Linked DNA regions of Mus musculus: region 2 is linked to region 1. A link is a contact called in public promoter capture Hi-C data. All regions are on one chromosome and are shown on one strand. Each heading gives the region's core, a stretch centred on a gene start, on an enhancer-like site or on the middle of the called end of the contact. The rest is flanking DNA. Distances are from core to core; before and after follow the strand shown.

The links. Capture Hi-C pulls out chosen DNA fragments and counts their contacts.
Region 2: a contact with region 1 is called in a promoter capture Hi-C map of liver, with 3 times the contacts expected there. The contact joins the promoter of Prpf40b here to the promoter of Wnt10b in region 1. A contact is called at or near these places in 1 of 39 promoter capture datasets (liver) and 2 of 9 other capture datasets (adipose tissue and liver).

What each region holds. Positions count from the first base shown.
Region 1 is chr15:98,775,076-98,782,119 of GRCm38.p6, reverse strand. It overlaps Wnt10b (wingless-type MMTV integration site family, member 10B), which reads left to right and starts at 3,970. Exons shown (of 5, transcript NM_011718.2): 1 at 3,970-4,262; 2 at 5,117-5,230; 3 at 5,340-5,602. The coding sequence starts at 5,157.
Region 2 is chr15:99,293,842-99,301,247 of GRCm38.p6, reverse strand. Prpf40b (pre-mRNA processing factor 40B) reads right to left here and starts at 6,010. Exons shown (of 26, transcript NM_001370635.1): 1 at 5,820-6,010. It also overlaps a transcript of Fam186b not described here.

The DNA.
Region 1 (7,044 bases), core at 2,721-5,220:
GCTTGAGAGATGGCCCAGGAGTTAAGAGAATATACCCGGCCTTACAGAGGACCTGATTCAATTCCCTGCTCCCACTTCAGGTAGCTCACAACTGTCTGTAACTCCAGCACCTCTGGCCTCCAAACACAGAACCGAACACAAGCAATTTTAAAAGTAAACAAATAAAAATTAATTTCCCTGATCACATCTTTCCAATGATTCCTTATCTCACTCCAAACCCAAAATCTTGACAGTAACTAGCAGGCCTCTCCAGGTCTGACCCTGTTCCTTCTTAGGTCTTCAGGTTCACAACCAACCAAATCTTCCCTTGTGAATTACTCCTTTATTGATCTTTCTGACCCTTCCAACATACCAAGCATGTTCCTTTGTCAAGGTCTATGGACATTTCTGTCTTTTGGAATGTTCCTCCTTTAGATATCTTGGGGTTTTGTTGTTGTTGTTTTGTTTTGAGGCAGTCATACTATATAGCCCAGGCTGGCCTGGAATTTACCATGTATACTAGGCTAGCCTTGTAGCCTGGAATTCCCTCAGCTCCACTTGTCTCTACCTTTCTTGTATTCAAACTAAAAGCAAGGCCCATGAACTGCCTGCCACTCCTAGCTCTGGCCTCAAATTATTTTTTAAAATTATTTATTAGATTTGTTTTTCTTTGTAGTTCAAATGTTTTGCCTGCTCGTATATATGCGCACCACACTCATACATATTGATTCCCAAGGAACCAAGGTTATGAATGGTTGTGAGCCACCTTGTGGGCGCTGGGGAATTGAACCTAAGTCTTCTACAAAAGCAACAAGAGCTCTTCGATGCTGATCTGTAGATCTGCTCTCCTGGAATTCTTGATCTCCCTCCCTCAACTTCCTTATTCTAGGTATATGGGACAGGGGGCGGCTCGCTGTCACTTTTGGCTACAGTTAACTAAAGAATTGAAGTAGAAACTCTGTAGCAAAACACAGGCCTTGGAATAGATCTAGGAGGGAGGCGGTGGGGGAGGGTGAAAGCTTTGCTTAGACGTTGGGATAGAGAGAGAGAGAGAGAGAGAGAGAGAGAGAGAGAACATTGGAGCAGAGCTCTGAGTTCTTGGGCAAGCCTTTGAAGCCCAGGCAGGCGCTACCCCCTCGGGCTGGGAGGGTGTAACCCATCCATCAACCTATAGTAGACAAGGGGGTAACATTCTGTCTTGGGTGAGTCAGAAGACTCCTTGGGGCTACTACTGAATGTGGGGGCTTCTCTGGAGTCCAGTAGTTCGTCTGCAACATCTCTGGCGCCTCTGGGTGGTGGCCTTCGGTGCTGCAGTGGAAGACCGGTGAGGTGGAGGGAGGCGTACAGCTGAGCTCACCGCCGCAGGCGCATCCATCCCTCCAGGGCCTATAATTTGGGTTCCCTGGGCTGGCCGCCCCTATCAGCGGCTTAGCAACAGATGAGTCACCCAAGACCCCAGCCAAGGCAAACATCAGGGGAGGGGGAGGAGGAGGAGATTCCCGAGTGTAGCCCGGCTTTAGCCACCGCCTCAGTTGCTTGATTTCCCCATCTCCAGAGGTCCCCACTCTTTTATTTGACACTCCCCGCCCTTCAGGGCCTCGTTGTTCTTCCCACAGTGTTTTGCTACACGTCCCCCCTCCCCATCCCCGCAAGGGCCGGAGGGGCCTTCCACTTTTCTCATCAAAAGGAAGATGGGCCAGGTTGCTCTCATTTCCTCCCTGCAGTGATGGCAGCCCCCCTTTTTTCCCCCTCTCATCTAGGTCTCAACCCTTGTCAAGGTCTCTCTGGTTCCTGCCCCTCCTCTTTCTTGGAGCTGGCTGCGTGCTTGGGGTATTAGGCAATGGGTGTGCACCCGCAGGCCTCTCCAGGCCCCGCCTGTCCCACCGCCCTCTAGCTGCCTGTGGGTCAGTGCTCAGGCCAGACGGTCGGCAAGAGGGCACCCTCGGCCAGCTCAGGCCACCCACTGCCTGCCTGTGGCCTCTTATCAAAGAGCAAGACTTCAGAGAGGTTAGAGAACAGCGGTATGAGTTCTTAGGTTTGGGACAGTTCAACTTGGGGAGCCCCCAGGCCACTAAGAAGTTGAACCTCTGGGCGCTATAATCTTCCTTAGCCCCTTCATCATCATCATCACCTTCGTCGTTATTATTATTATTGTCGTTGCCGCTGTCGTCGTCATCATCATCATCATCGGTTTTAGAGACAGGGTCTCTTTATATAGCCTGGCTGTCCCAGAACTCACTACATAGTAGACCAGGCTGGCCTTGAATTCAAGGAGATCCACCTGCCTCTGCCTCCCAAGTGTTGGGAGTAAAAGCATGGCGCGCGCGCGCGCGCACACACACACACACACACACACACACACACACACAGCTCTACCTGCCCCAGCTTGCCCTAGTCCCTTCTTGACATCTGACTGAATGATAGAACTAGGAGGTAAAGATAGCATTAGGGACAAATAGGAACAAGACAAAATCCAACGTGTGAATGGAACTGCAGCCACGGGAGAAACGTGAATATCCTCGAGATACTGATGAAGGATCTGCTAAATACCCTTCCAGGGCCTGGGTGAGTCCCAGGCTGACAGGCAGGAGAGAGGATGGGGCACTGGTGAGGATCCTGGGTTCTGGAGTAGGGTAGAAGTTACTGAGACAGTGCTGGCCCATCTCAGAAGTTATACATGGTTTGGCCTTCTTCCCCTAAATGGGAAGGAGCTCTTGGGCTGCCTTTTCCCTACTCCAGAGGTGGGGGACTCAGAAAGAGCACCTCCCGCTGTGGTCTAGCTTAGGGCTCCAGCACCCTCATCAAGGAAGCACTCAATAGTAACCCCAGATACCTAACTTCCTTTGTACTAGACACCTAGCCAGGGATGCCTCTTCAACACAAGGCAAGACTTGCAAGAATGTAGACCAGGGGCTGGTTGCCCAGCCTTGCTGCTAGCCACCACCAATGAAGAGGTGGTTGTGGCTGTGGGTACCAGCCCTGTGCTTCTGTTTCCTTGGGGGGTCGGCTCTGGATCTATGTGACTTGGGTGCGCAGGGCCAGTCATGCTGTGCTTGGGGCTGCGGTCTGGCAGGGGCGGGGGGGGGGGTGGTGGTGGTTGGGAAGCCTTGAGGCCCCTCTCTGGCAAAAATAGTCCGCAGTGGTTAGAGCTAGGAGGGTGAGTCAGGCGGGAGTGCGGTGGCGCCTAACCCCTTCACTGCCGCCAGAGCTCCGTAGTTTGTGCCTTTGCCTGGGCTCACCCAGGCCAGGTTCTCCCCCCCCCCCCCCCCCCCCCGCTATCCTGAAGTTGGGCTCACTTTGGGATCCTCTCAGGCCTCCCTCATCTCTTGTGCAGCAAACGCGCGAGCGTGGAGCATGCATTTGGGTTATCTCAAGCATTCATCCAGGAATTCCGGAGAGGAGACCCCTGAGATCTCGGATGCCTACCAGAAAAGGGGAGCATAGGGACTGACAGGAGGTCTTAGGAGCTACCCGAGCTTTTGACCAAGGCCAAATTCTGAGGCCAAACCTGAGCCCTCCCAAGGGGCAGGCGTAAGGCTCTGAGGTGGGCGGGAGCCAAGCCACACAGTGGCTCCTCACTTGCAGGCTCAGAGTGCCCTGGTGCGCACAGGCTCGTGGGCTCTTCAAGAGACCGTCAGTAACCCTAAGGTCGTCTAGATCCGTCCTCAGCGTGTCAAAGGAGCGCTTCAATCACCCACTCTCGGAGGCAAAGGAAAACGATGAAAGACCCTGTCATTGGGACCAGATCCTGGTCCCTTGGGGTCACCGCACTCTCCCTACAGCCTCGGGAGACCCCGGAGCAGGTGAGTGGAACTCCGACCACTTGCCCCTGGAGTGGGGCTAATCGTGATCCCGGCGTCCTGTGTGTGTGTGTGTGTGTGTGTACACGCTTGGGGGGGGAGCGGCTGCGTTCTCCTGGTCAAGTCAGGGGGTGGGGTGCGGGTGGGGTGGGGATGCCCCGGGCTCTGGGAGGGGCCGCAGTTCCGTCAGCTCGAGCAGAACCACCCGTGAGTTAGGTCGAGCAGAGCCAAAGCCCCCGGTGCTTCGTCGCGGGTTCGCTCGCTAGCTATCTGGATCACTCCCTCCCTTTTACCCTCCCTTCCTCCCGGCGGGCGGCCGCGGCGACGCCGGGGAAGCGGCAGAGAGGAGTGGCTGGGCGCTGGGAGAATGCTGCTCCGCCGAGGGGGCTGAACCCGACAGTTTCCCCACGGTTTAAGCCCCAAGAGCCGGGCCCGAGTGACTCAACCGCGAGCCTTGTGGATCCTGCACCTGAACCGCTGGAGGTAATGGGGCGGGAGAGAACAGGGAGGGCAGAGACTAGACAGGCACGCGGGCGGTCAGACAAGACAGACAGACAGACAGACAGACAGACAGACAGACAAGCGTCCCCCCTCAAGAGCACAGACAACGCTGAGAAAGCCAGATATAGAGATACCTACAGAATAAAGAAGTGCCTTCGGATTCAGAGGGCAATGAGGGGGTGGGGTAGAATTGGGGTCGGACCCTTGGGGACTAGATGGTGTCGCACTGCAGAGGGAGCGTGTAGTTAGAAAAGGGGCGGGGGTAGATGGGGAATCTGTGGCCTTGGCGCAGGGCACCTGGTTTCCCTCGGGGCCTTTGTAGCCCACTTTCCCCCTGGTGGGAGCCGAGGCCAGAGAGTGGTTCCAAGAGCCTGACCTCGGACCCTTCTAATCTAGCTTGCCTGGTATTGCCAGCACGAGGAGGCAACACCCCTCCAGGTGGTGGGGAACCCCCTTCTAATCCCTCCCTCTAACCCTGTAAGGGCGGGCAGATCAGTTGTGGGGCCCACAGAGAGGGAGCGGTTGGTGAGGAGGGATAGAGGGTCTGAGAGAACCGGTCTCAAATGGGTATGTGAGTGTCCCAGGACCCTGCGTCGTGTCTGGCTGGCTCGGACTCCAGGGGTGCTCCGGAGGGCCTCGGGCTGCTCAGACCCTTCCTCTTTGACAGGTTCCAGGACGCAGACACTGGAAGTCAAGGGGTGACTAGTATTGCACAGTTTGGGGAGGGGTGAGAAAAAGCTAGTGGGGCTTCATTGGTGGCTTAAGGAGCTGAAACAGAGCGTCCTTCGGTCCCAGGGAGCCAATCTAGTCCTCATCAAATGTCCCTGTCCCCGCAGGCGCTGACTGACTCGCCCACCGGAGCCTCCGGGCTTCGACATGCTGGAGGAGCCCCGGTCTCGGCCTCCGCCCTTAGGCCTCGCGGGTCTCCTGTTCTTGGCTTTGTTCAGTCGGTGAGCGTTTTTTTATCCAGTTCCAGGGGAGGGAAAGCACCGATCTGGGTTAGGGAGGATAGGGATGGGGCGTGCGACTAGACCCCAGACCCTTGTCGCTTGTCCCCAGGGCTCTAAGCAATGAGATTCTGGGCCTTAAACTTCCCGGTGAGCCGCCGCTGACGGCCAACACCGTGTGCTTGACCCTGTCCGGACTGAGTAAGCGACAGCTGGGGCTGTGCCTGCGCAGCCCCGACGTGACGGCGTCGGCGCTCCAGGGGCTGCACATCGCCGTTCACGAGTGTCAGCACCAGCTGCGCGACCAGCGCTGGAACTGCTCGGCACTGGAGGGCGGCGGCCGGCTGCCGCACCACAGCGCCATCCTCAAGCGCGGTGAGCCTGACGGGGCGGCTGTGTGTGCTGCTGCCCAGGCGCGGGGGGCAGGCCGAGGCGCGCGGAGGCGGGAAGGGACCGGCTCACGGCTTCGGGAGGGGCCTCTCCGGGAATTTCCCCAGGAGCTGCGCTCAGCTAGATCTGGTCACCGGCTGGGCCTCTGCCTGCCTGCCTGCCTTCCACCTGCGTCGCTGGCGAGGCAGCTGGGTCCCTGCTTCCCTACCCCAGGGCCTCCCTTTTCTGCCTCCACCTAATTCGGATCTGGGATGCACCTGTGAACAAGAGATGCCCCCCAACCCAAGAAGCTTCAAACACACCCCCCCTCAACCCCCTATTTTTCTCTCCCCTCCCTCTCCACCCAGACAAGTCCAGGCTGGTGTCCCCAGAGTCTCAGCGGGGGTGGGGTGACGCCCCCAACCGTTTAAGGGTTAAACCTGCTCCCCTAATTGCTGGGGTTCCCAGGAGCCAAAGCTGGGAACAAAGACCCTGATGGCTTTGAAGCTGGGGAGTAGCCCCCTCCTCTGTGCTGTGGGGGCCCCAGGTGTCCCTCACCTGAACAGGTGAGGAATGGCTGGAGGGCCACAAAACAGGTCACTGCTGGCCTGGTCTAGAAGGAATGGTCCGGGAGGCTCCATTGCCTCTCCCTATACTCAACTGAAGTTTACTCCCAGAGGACTAATGATCCACGGAAGGGGGTGGGGGTGGGCTCAGTCCAGGGATAGAGTAGTGCTTTGGGGACTATGGGGTTAATAGGCAGCTGCCATCTGGAGGGGAATTCCCAAGACGTGTGCAAACAGCTTCACCCTTGGATGGTTGGGGGATCTTGGGGCTGGCCCTGGAGCCCTAGATTCCCGGGTAAGAGGGGCCTGGCCTCCAAACCAACTGTCTTTCATCTTCTCAGAACTCTTGCTTGCAAGTGCCCTTGCTTAAAATGAAACGAGGGACCCCCCTCCTTCTCTGCAGGGCCTGATATAGTGGAAGGTTTTGATGGTGAGGATGTCTCTCTAAGCCTGGGAAAGATTTGTCATCCCAAGCCCCGTCCTCAATGACCGCCCCCCCCCCAAACATAACAGAGAAGCCAACCTTTTAAAAGGGCCTTGGGGAAAATCACTCCTGACTTTCTCCTCCTCCCAGTATTTTATAAGGTAATAGCAGGTTAGAATAAACATAAAGGGCAAATATAAAACTAGAACCTGGGAAGGGGGTGGGCAGCTCCAGCATGCTAGGGGTTGTTACTGCAGTGGTAGGTGGTAGTGTGGTTTAAAGACTCATTTAATAAGGTGGGGGAAGAACCCCAAAGCCAAAGGTGCCCCCCAAGCTCCCTGCAGAGAGATGCAGAACTCCTGGAACACACCTTCAGAAGTCCTCAGGACTCTTTCTGAATTATCTCAAATCCAGAGGTCTCTCTAGGCCCGTGGTTCTTAACCTCTCTGGAGGGCTGA
Region 2 (7,406 bases), core at 4,761-7,260, 520 kb before region 1:
GTACACTTCTTCAGACACACGAGGGCACTGGATCCCATTACAGATAGCTGTGAGCCACCATGTAATTGCTGGGAATTGAACTCAGGACCTCTGGAAGATCAGTCAGTGCTCTTAACCTCTGAGCCCAGCTCAAACACTCTGTAAAAGGTGAGGATGTGGCTAAAGGGCTGTTTTTCTCCCTAAGCAGAAGCTGAGGACCAGCACAAGAGCTCTAGTAAGAGGTGGAAGTTTGGACGGACAGGAGCTGCCTCACAATTGTTCTCAGTTACCCCGCTCCTGAGGAGGCCTGACCAGTTAAAACTGCTTTGTAACCTTTATCTCTAGAAATATCTTTTTCCTTGTCCTAAGTAGCTATGTGCCAAGCTATTAGAATTCTCTATTGTCTACCTTCAACTAAGTGTACTGTTCCTATCCTCTGGAGAGTTTATCTGTATGGAATGTCAGAAATGACTTGCATAGGAGATACCAATTTTATGTTCTACTATTTCACCTTAAGCTGCTTTAAGAGCCTTTAATGTGTGTGTGTATACACACATTATTATGTTATGTGCATTGGTGTTTTGCCTACATGTGAAGGTGTCAGAAGCCCTAAAAATGGAGTTACAGATATATGTAAGCTGCCACGTGGGTGCTGGGAATCAAACCAGGGTCCTCTGGAAGAAGCAGCCAGTGCTCTTAACCACTGAACCATTTATCCAGCCTCTTAAACCTACGCCGTAATCATCCTTCAGTCTTATCAGGCCCAGCACCACCATGTTATGTAGTCATCTGTTGAAGACACTCTCTAGAGCCTTCTTGATATGTCACCCAGCTCTCAGTTTAACCTCCAAAAGAGTTCTTCCATCTAGGTGCTCTTTCCATTTCTTCTCACACTTCTTGCCCAAACCACTTTTCCCATCTGATCTACAATGTGGCCTCCCAAACTGTTATCCTCATATCCACTTCTATCTGTACCCACAATGCCCTCCAAAATACACATCAGACCCATAAGCACCTGCATAGAATTCTCCATTGGTTTCCCACTGTTCTGAGTGAACACCAAGACTCTACCCAGGTCTCTGAGGCCACTGACCTTGCCGGTCTCTTCCATACCCATCTCTGTGCTCCAGCCACACTCACTTCTCCCAGCTCAGGCATTCAACTGTGCATCAGGCACCTCTCCTATGTCCTATACACACTTCACAACCAACAAATATTTCCAATGAAAACCTTCAGCAACCCACTGCACTAGCCAGAGTCTCCTTTATATGTTCAACACCACACACCTTCCTTCTAGGAGTCACCCATCACAAGTTTACAGTCACTAGTATAATTCCAAACATACCATCTCATGGCATTAAAACATATACTCTATTAAACATGGATTCACAGGCTGAAGAGATTGCTCAGAGGTTAAGAGCACTGGCTTTTCTTCCAGAGGTCCTGAGCTCAATTCCCAGCAACTACTTGGTAGCTCACAAACATCTATACTGGAATCTGATGCCCTCTTCTGGAATGCAGACAGAATATTGTATATATAATAAATAATTTATTTAGAAAAAGTATTTCTAGAAAAACAAACAAAAACATGGATCCTCACTTACATCTTGGATTTAACGAATTTAGAGCAACTCCACTAAAATGTAAAGTCTTAAGGGCAGAGGTAACTCAGCACAGCGGCTCAACACTGCAATCCTAGCCCTGGGAAGATGGAGATAGGAGTATGAGGAGCTTGGGTCACTGTGGGCTGTGTAGTAAGTTCCAGGTCAGTCTGGGCTGCAGAGACTCTGCCTCACAAATGAAGCAGTAAATGAGCTACTGAGTGGATTAAGGAACTTGCCTTCAAATCTGAGGACCTGCATTTGACTCCTAGGACCCACACAGCAGAAACAGAACTGATTCACAACTTTCCCCTGTTTTCCCCCCACACATGCACTGTAGCACATGCTCTGTCATCCAAATGAGTAATAGACATTATAGAAAAATTAAAGTGGGGCAGGTCATTGACTTGGTTTTGGCAAGTCCTGCCAAACTCGGTGGCCTCTGATAAGGCCTCCTTATAAAGAAAACACAATTTAGAGCTGGAGGAGACTCTGAATATCCCCCAAATGTTCCCGAAACCTTCTATGAGACAGGTTATCACTTTATAGTAAGGCTGGCTAGGACTCGCTCGCTCTATACCCCACTCTAACTCTAGCCTCAAACCTACAACCAAACAACCCTCTTCCCTCAGCCTCCCAAGTGCTAGGATTATAGCCATGTGCCAAGGTTGGTTGAGACAGTGGCTTGGGTGGCTTGGACTGACTGGTCCTGAACTCCTGATCTTCTTGCCTCCATCTCCAAGTGCTGGACTTAAAGGAATGCCACTTCACACATCGGCACTCCTCTCTTAGCATGTGAGAAAGGTCAGACAGAGTAATTGTAAATGGTGTGTCAGTCCCACAGCTGGCTTCAGATGAGCCAACTAAATCCCATCTGTCCTCCCTAGAAGCACAGTGCCTGCCACAGAAAGCAGTGTTTTCATACCAACCTTCCCTGAAAGTGACTAAATCATCAAGATTCAAACCTCATCTTAAGAATAAACAGTGGTGCCTACTGCCTGCCCTATAAAATTCCTCGACTTAGAGTCAGGTGTTCTTAATTTGGCATATGCCTTTAAGTTTGGAGGCAAAGGCAGATAGATCTCCGAAAATTCAAGGCTATCTTGAATCAAGTTCCATGACAGCCAAAGCTACAGCGGGAGACCCTATCTCAAAATAAATATATAAATTAGTAAATTGGGCATGGTGGCATACACCTTTAGTCCCAGAACTTGGGAGGCAGAAGCAGGTGAATTTCTGAGTTCAAGACCACAGATTCTAGAGTGAGTTACAAGAGAGCCAGGACTACACGGAGGAAACACTATCTAAAAAAATAATAATAATAATAAATAAATAAATACTTTTTTCTCTTCATCTACCATCCAAAGCCTTTCGCTACAGGCAGTTCCACATCTGGCCCATCCTGAGGCCAGGGCTTCCTAGTTAACTTTCTGTACAGGAATTGTTAGATTTCTCTCATTTTATTCAAGATGATCCAAAGTTCACTCTGTTTTACTTTCACATTACCGCACACCCGAGCACCCACACCCGCACACCCACACACTCTGTCCTCTTAGGACCAAGCACACCACTTGGCAGTCGCTTGTACCTCTGTGAATGTTTACTGGGCTTCTGAGAGTGCCTGCCTTTCCAATCCAGTGTGCTACATTTTGGAAGTGAGCTTTCTTTCTTTCCCCATTTCATAATGTCTGAGGACATGGGAGGCACATGAGCATGCAGAGGCCCAAAGCTGATGTTAGGAATTATCCTTTATCCTTCATCAATCTTTTACCCTATTCCTTGGGGAGAGCCAGGTCTCCCAACCAAACTCGGAGCTCACTGATAAAGCCAGTCTCACTAGCTGTCATACTCTGGTGATCCAGTCTCTGCACTAAAGGCTAGAATTACAAGGAGCTGAGCATTTTGTATGTTCTGGGGATCTGAACTCCAATCCTTCTGCCATTGCAGCAAGCACTTAAGCCACTAAGCCATCTCGACAGCCTAGGTTTTCTCTTTCTCAAACTCCCCAACTGTCTAGACAGGGTGGCCCTCCACCTGAAGTGCTTTGATGACACCATCTCATCCCTAACCTTGGTGGATTTTTGGATACTACCTAAAATACTGTTTGCACTCATTTGTTTGTGTAAATTCTCTTGAGTATAATCGGTAATAGAAACATGTAAAATAGAGATCCTTTACCTTGGTGGAAGGCAGCAGGTATCAAATACTCATATGGGAAAAGTTACATGATAGAAAGCTAACTGTATGGAGACTTCTGGACAGAATTCAAACCCTGGCCCATTTTACTCAGTTACCCAGGGAAGACAGAGGGATGGGATGAATGGAAATGACCATGGACCTTTTAGAGTCTTCCCTCCCTCCCCCTGTGCTGTCCTTTCTTTTCTGCTCCTCTCACCTGCTGCAATACCAATACAACTTTGGGACGGTAACACTTCTGAGTGGACTCTGAAGTGACCAGTGCAAAAGGACAGTAGAAAGAAAGCTAAAGACAAGCAGATTTGTCAGTCTTCCCCGGAACAGAACACACATTGTAGGGCAGGGGAGAGTCAATACTGAGACTATTGGCCATCTAGTCATCATATATTCAGGGAGACCAATGGAAGCATCCTGATACAAGATGTAATCAATTCTCAGCCTTCAGATCTAAGGGGTAGCTCAGAACTGAGCACTCAGAAGAACAGGGAAAAAGACAAAAATAGAGAGACAGGGAAGAGAACAGAGATCACGGCTAACAGTAATGTTTGCTGGGTGCATATTATGAGCCAGAGTCACACCACATGTCCATTTAATCCTCACAACCTTCTGAGAAAGTATCCCCATTTCATGGAGAAGCTGGGGTTCTAACAGGTTACTTCGTGGCTACAGTTCTCAGAGATTAAACGGCGGAGGCAGGTTTGGAATCCAAGCAGTCCGACCCCATAAAGCTGCCTCCCAGAAAGAAGGATGGCACAGATGACATTTCTTAGCCTCATTTTTTTTAATCCCAATCCTGAGATTCTGAGACAACCAGGTGATCCTAGGTAGGCCTGGACTGACTTATTCACCAAAGGAACTGTAAGAAAATGAAGGCTAAGAGGCATATTTCTCAAAGAGAGGCAGCCATCATCAAAAAGAAACGGGGTTGGCAGAGTAGTTCAGCACTACAGTTCTTGCCGGCATTAACAAGGCCCTAGGTTCAATGCAGAGCGCTGCAAAGAACAGCTGAGCTCTAGCACCCTGTTGTCTCCACTGACCTGCAGAGCCCAAATAGGTCCAGCCCCTCCCCCACCTACTTCCTAGCCTCTACTCTGGTGTGTAAGCCCTAGCATTTCTTCTGCTCCCCACAAAGAGCCTAGAGATCTTTCTAGAATACAACATTTTGCTTCTGATCCTCCATCACCTCTTCACTCTCCCGAAGAAACAGAATGTTGTTACTTCTGGTTCTCATCGTTTTTGAACTTCCAGGGTTCAACTTCCTCTATTTATAGAGTTCTCCCATTTCTCCAACGGGATTCCCAAGGCCCAGGCCTGCCAGGACCCAGCCTTGCAAGCTTTAAATCTCTTATCCGTAAATCCCGAGAAATTTTCCCCAGTCAAGCTGAAGGTCTCCACTCCAACATCCTCCTGCTTGACGCATCCTAGAACCCCTTCGCCTGAATTCCCTCCTCAAATCCCGCCCCCTTCTGCAACGGATGGAGAGTCCGTTTATCATACTGCCCATTTTCCTTTTTAAAAGTCAATGGGAAATTCAAGGCCCAGAGAAAGGTAGTGACTTGCCCAAGGTCACACAGAGTTACCACAGTCTGTCTGAAGGCAGAGCCAGGGTTGGGACCCAGGGGCCTCTGCTCCTCCGTTTCTTGGACTACTCCGGTTCTGAGGTGGAAACCAGGAGCATCTCTTTCCTCAGAAGTCCCTCCTAACCTCGGGAGACAGGTTTTGAGAACGGATGGGTAAGGAAGGGTGTCCCCTAAGGTCCAAAGGGGCACCTGGGGCTTCCAAAAGGCACAAGCCTGGGTCTGGGGGAGGGGCACGGGCCACGCCAAATAGCCTAGGATTGGCAACTGGTTTCCATCGCCTGCCCTCCCTTCGCCCCCGACCTTTCTCCACAGACCCACCGTTCACTTCATCCCTTCCTCCTCCTCACACAGCGCCTAGGCTCTCCGTCCCCTCAGCCCCCGGTCGCACCCGCCCCCCCGCCCCCCGCCATGCACCATAATGGCCTCCCCGCCCCTTCTACCCTCACTCCCCGCCCCCACCTACCTACAGGGCTTCTTTTCCTCACCCCTCGGTCCCCTCGCCCTCCCTCAGGGTCCCGGGTGCCCCGGCGGCCCTCCCGCCTCCCCGGCTCGAGCCCGGGCCGCAGGGGGCGCTGTGAGACAGCCCCGGGCCTCTCCACCCCCGCGCGGGGACGTTACCATGCCAGAGCCTCAGAGCAGCTGGGCCGGCTCGGCCCACTCGCCAGTAAAAACAGCTCTGATTGGCCGGGCTTCGGCCGGGAGGGCGGGGCCAGTGGGGGGGTCGCACCCCTTCGTGGCCGGGGCTCCGGTTGCTCTCGCCGAGGAGCGGAGCCCCCAACCGGCCCGGTGTGCCCGGCCCGGCTCCGCCCCCGGCCCGGAGCGCCAGGCCCCGCCCCCACGTGCGCAGAATCCTGGGACCGCCCCCTGGGGCGGGGCGCGCCTGGGCCCACCCCCGGGGGCGGAGCGCGCCTGGGCGGGCCTGGGACTGACCGCGCGCTGGCTGCGCAGGGCGGCGTGGCTCTCCCGGCTCACAGCCCCCTTCTTGCCCGCGACTCCGCGGCCACCACCCAGACCGGACCGAGCCATTAATTTCTCCCGCGCAGAGGGCACTACAGCGGTTCACAGAGCGGCTCTTTTCCCTGCGTATTTTCTTTAGTTTTAATTTTTTGTTGTTGTTGGTTTTTTTCGAGACATGGTTTCTCTGTGTAGCCCTGGCTGTCCTGGAACTCACCAGGCTGGCCTCGAACTCAGAAATCCGCCTGCCTCTGCCTCCCGAGTGCTGGGATTAAAGGCGTGCGCTACCACGCCCGGCTTTAGTTTTAATTTCTTAATTCAAGAACTATTAATTAAACTCCTGTGCCAGCAGCCGTATGTGTCGGGCAAAGCCGACAAATCCCCTAAATGAGTGCGTACGTGCCTCTCGCTTAGCGCTGGGTTACTTTCAGAATCTGCCTCTGTAACATCTACAGTGAGAGATAAACGTTCAGTTATGTAGATAAGGGAACTCGAAGCTACTTAATGGGCATGCATGCTCAAGTTCTTGGGCTAGTACAGCTGGCCCTGGTTGGAGGCATTGCACCTCTTTACCCCTCCAAAGCCGGGGTAAAGACCAAGACGTTGCCTGTTTCCTTCTGTAGGTTTCTGAACCTGACTCAGGAAAACACCTCTTTATGTCTATAGACAATTTGGCTTTATCAATAGTTGTATTAAAAGTTCTTATATTCATTCTTCAAGCCAGCACTGAGTTGTAGAGGCAGACAGATCCCTGGGGCTCAGCGGCTAGCCGAACTAGCCTACATTGTGTTTTCTGACTAGTGAGAGACCTGATCTTTAAAATGATGTCCCAGGACGTCATGAAAAGCCGGACATGAGGGGAAGAAACCCTTTCCCCTGAGATCTAATTTGTCTTTCTTGAAGTGATCTCAAATAACAAATCCATGATGCACTTTAAATCTAATGTATGTCAGGTGGTAGTGGGTGTACCCCTTTAATCGAGCATTTGGAAAGCAGAAGCAGGCAAATCTCTGAGTTCGAGGCCAACTTGGTCTATACAGCAAGTTCGAGGACAGCCAGGAATACACAGGGAAATGTGTAGCCCAAAGAAGCCCTG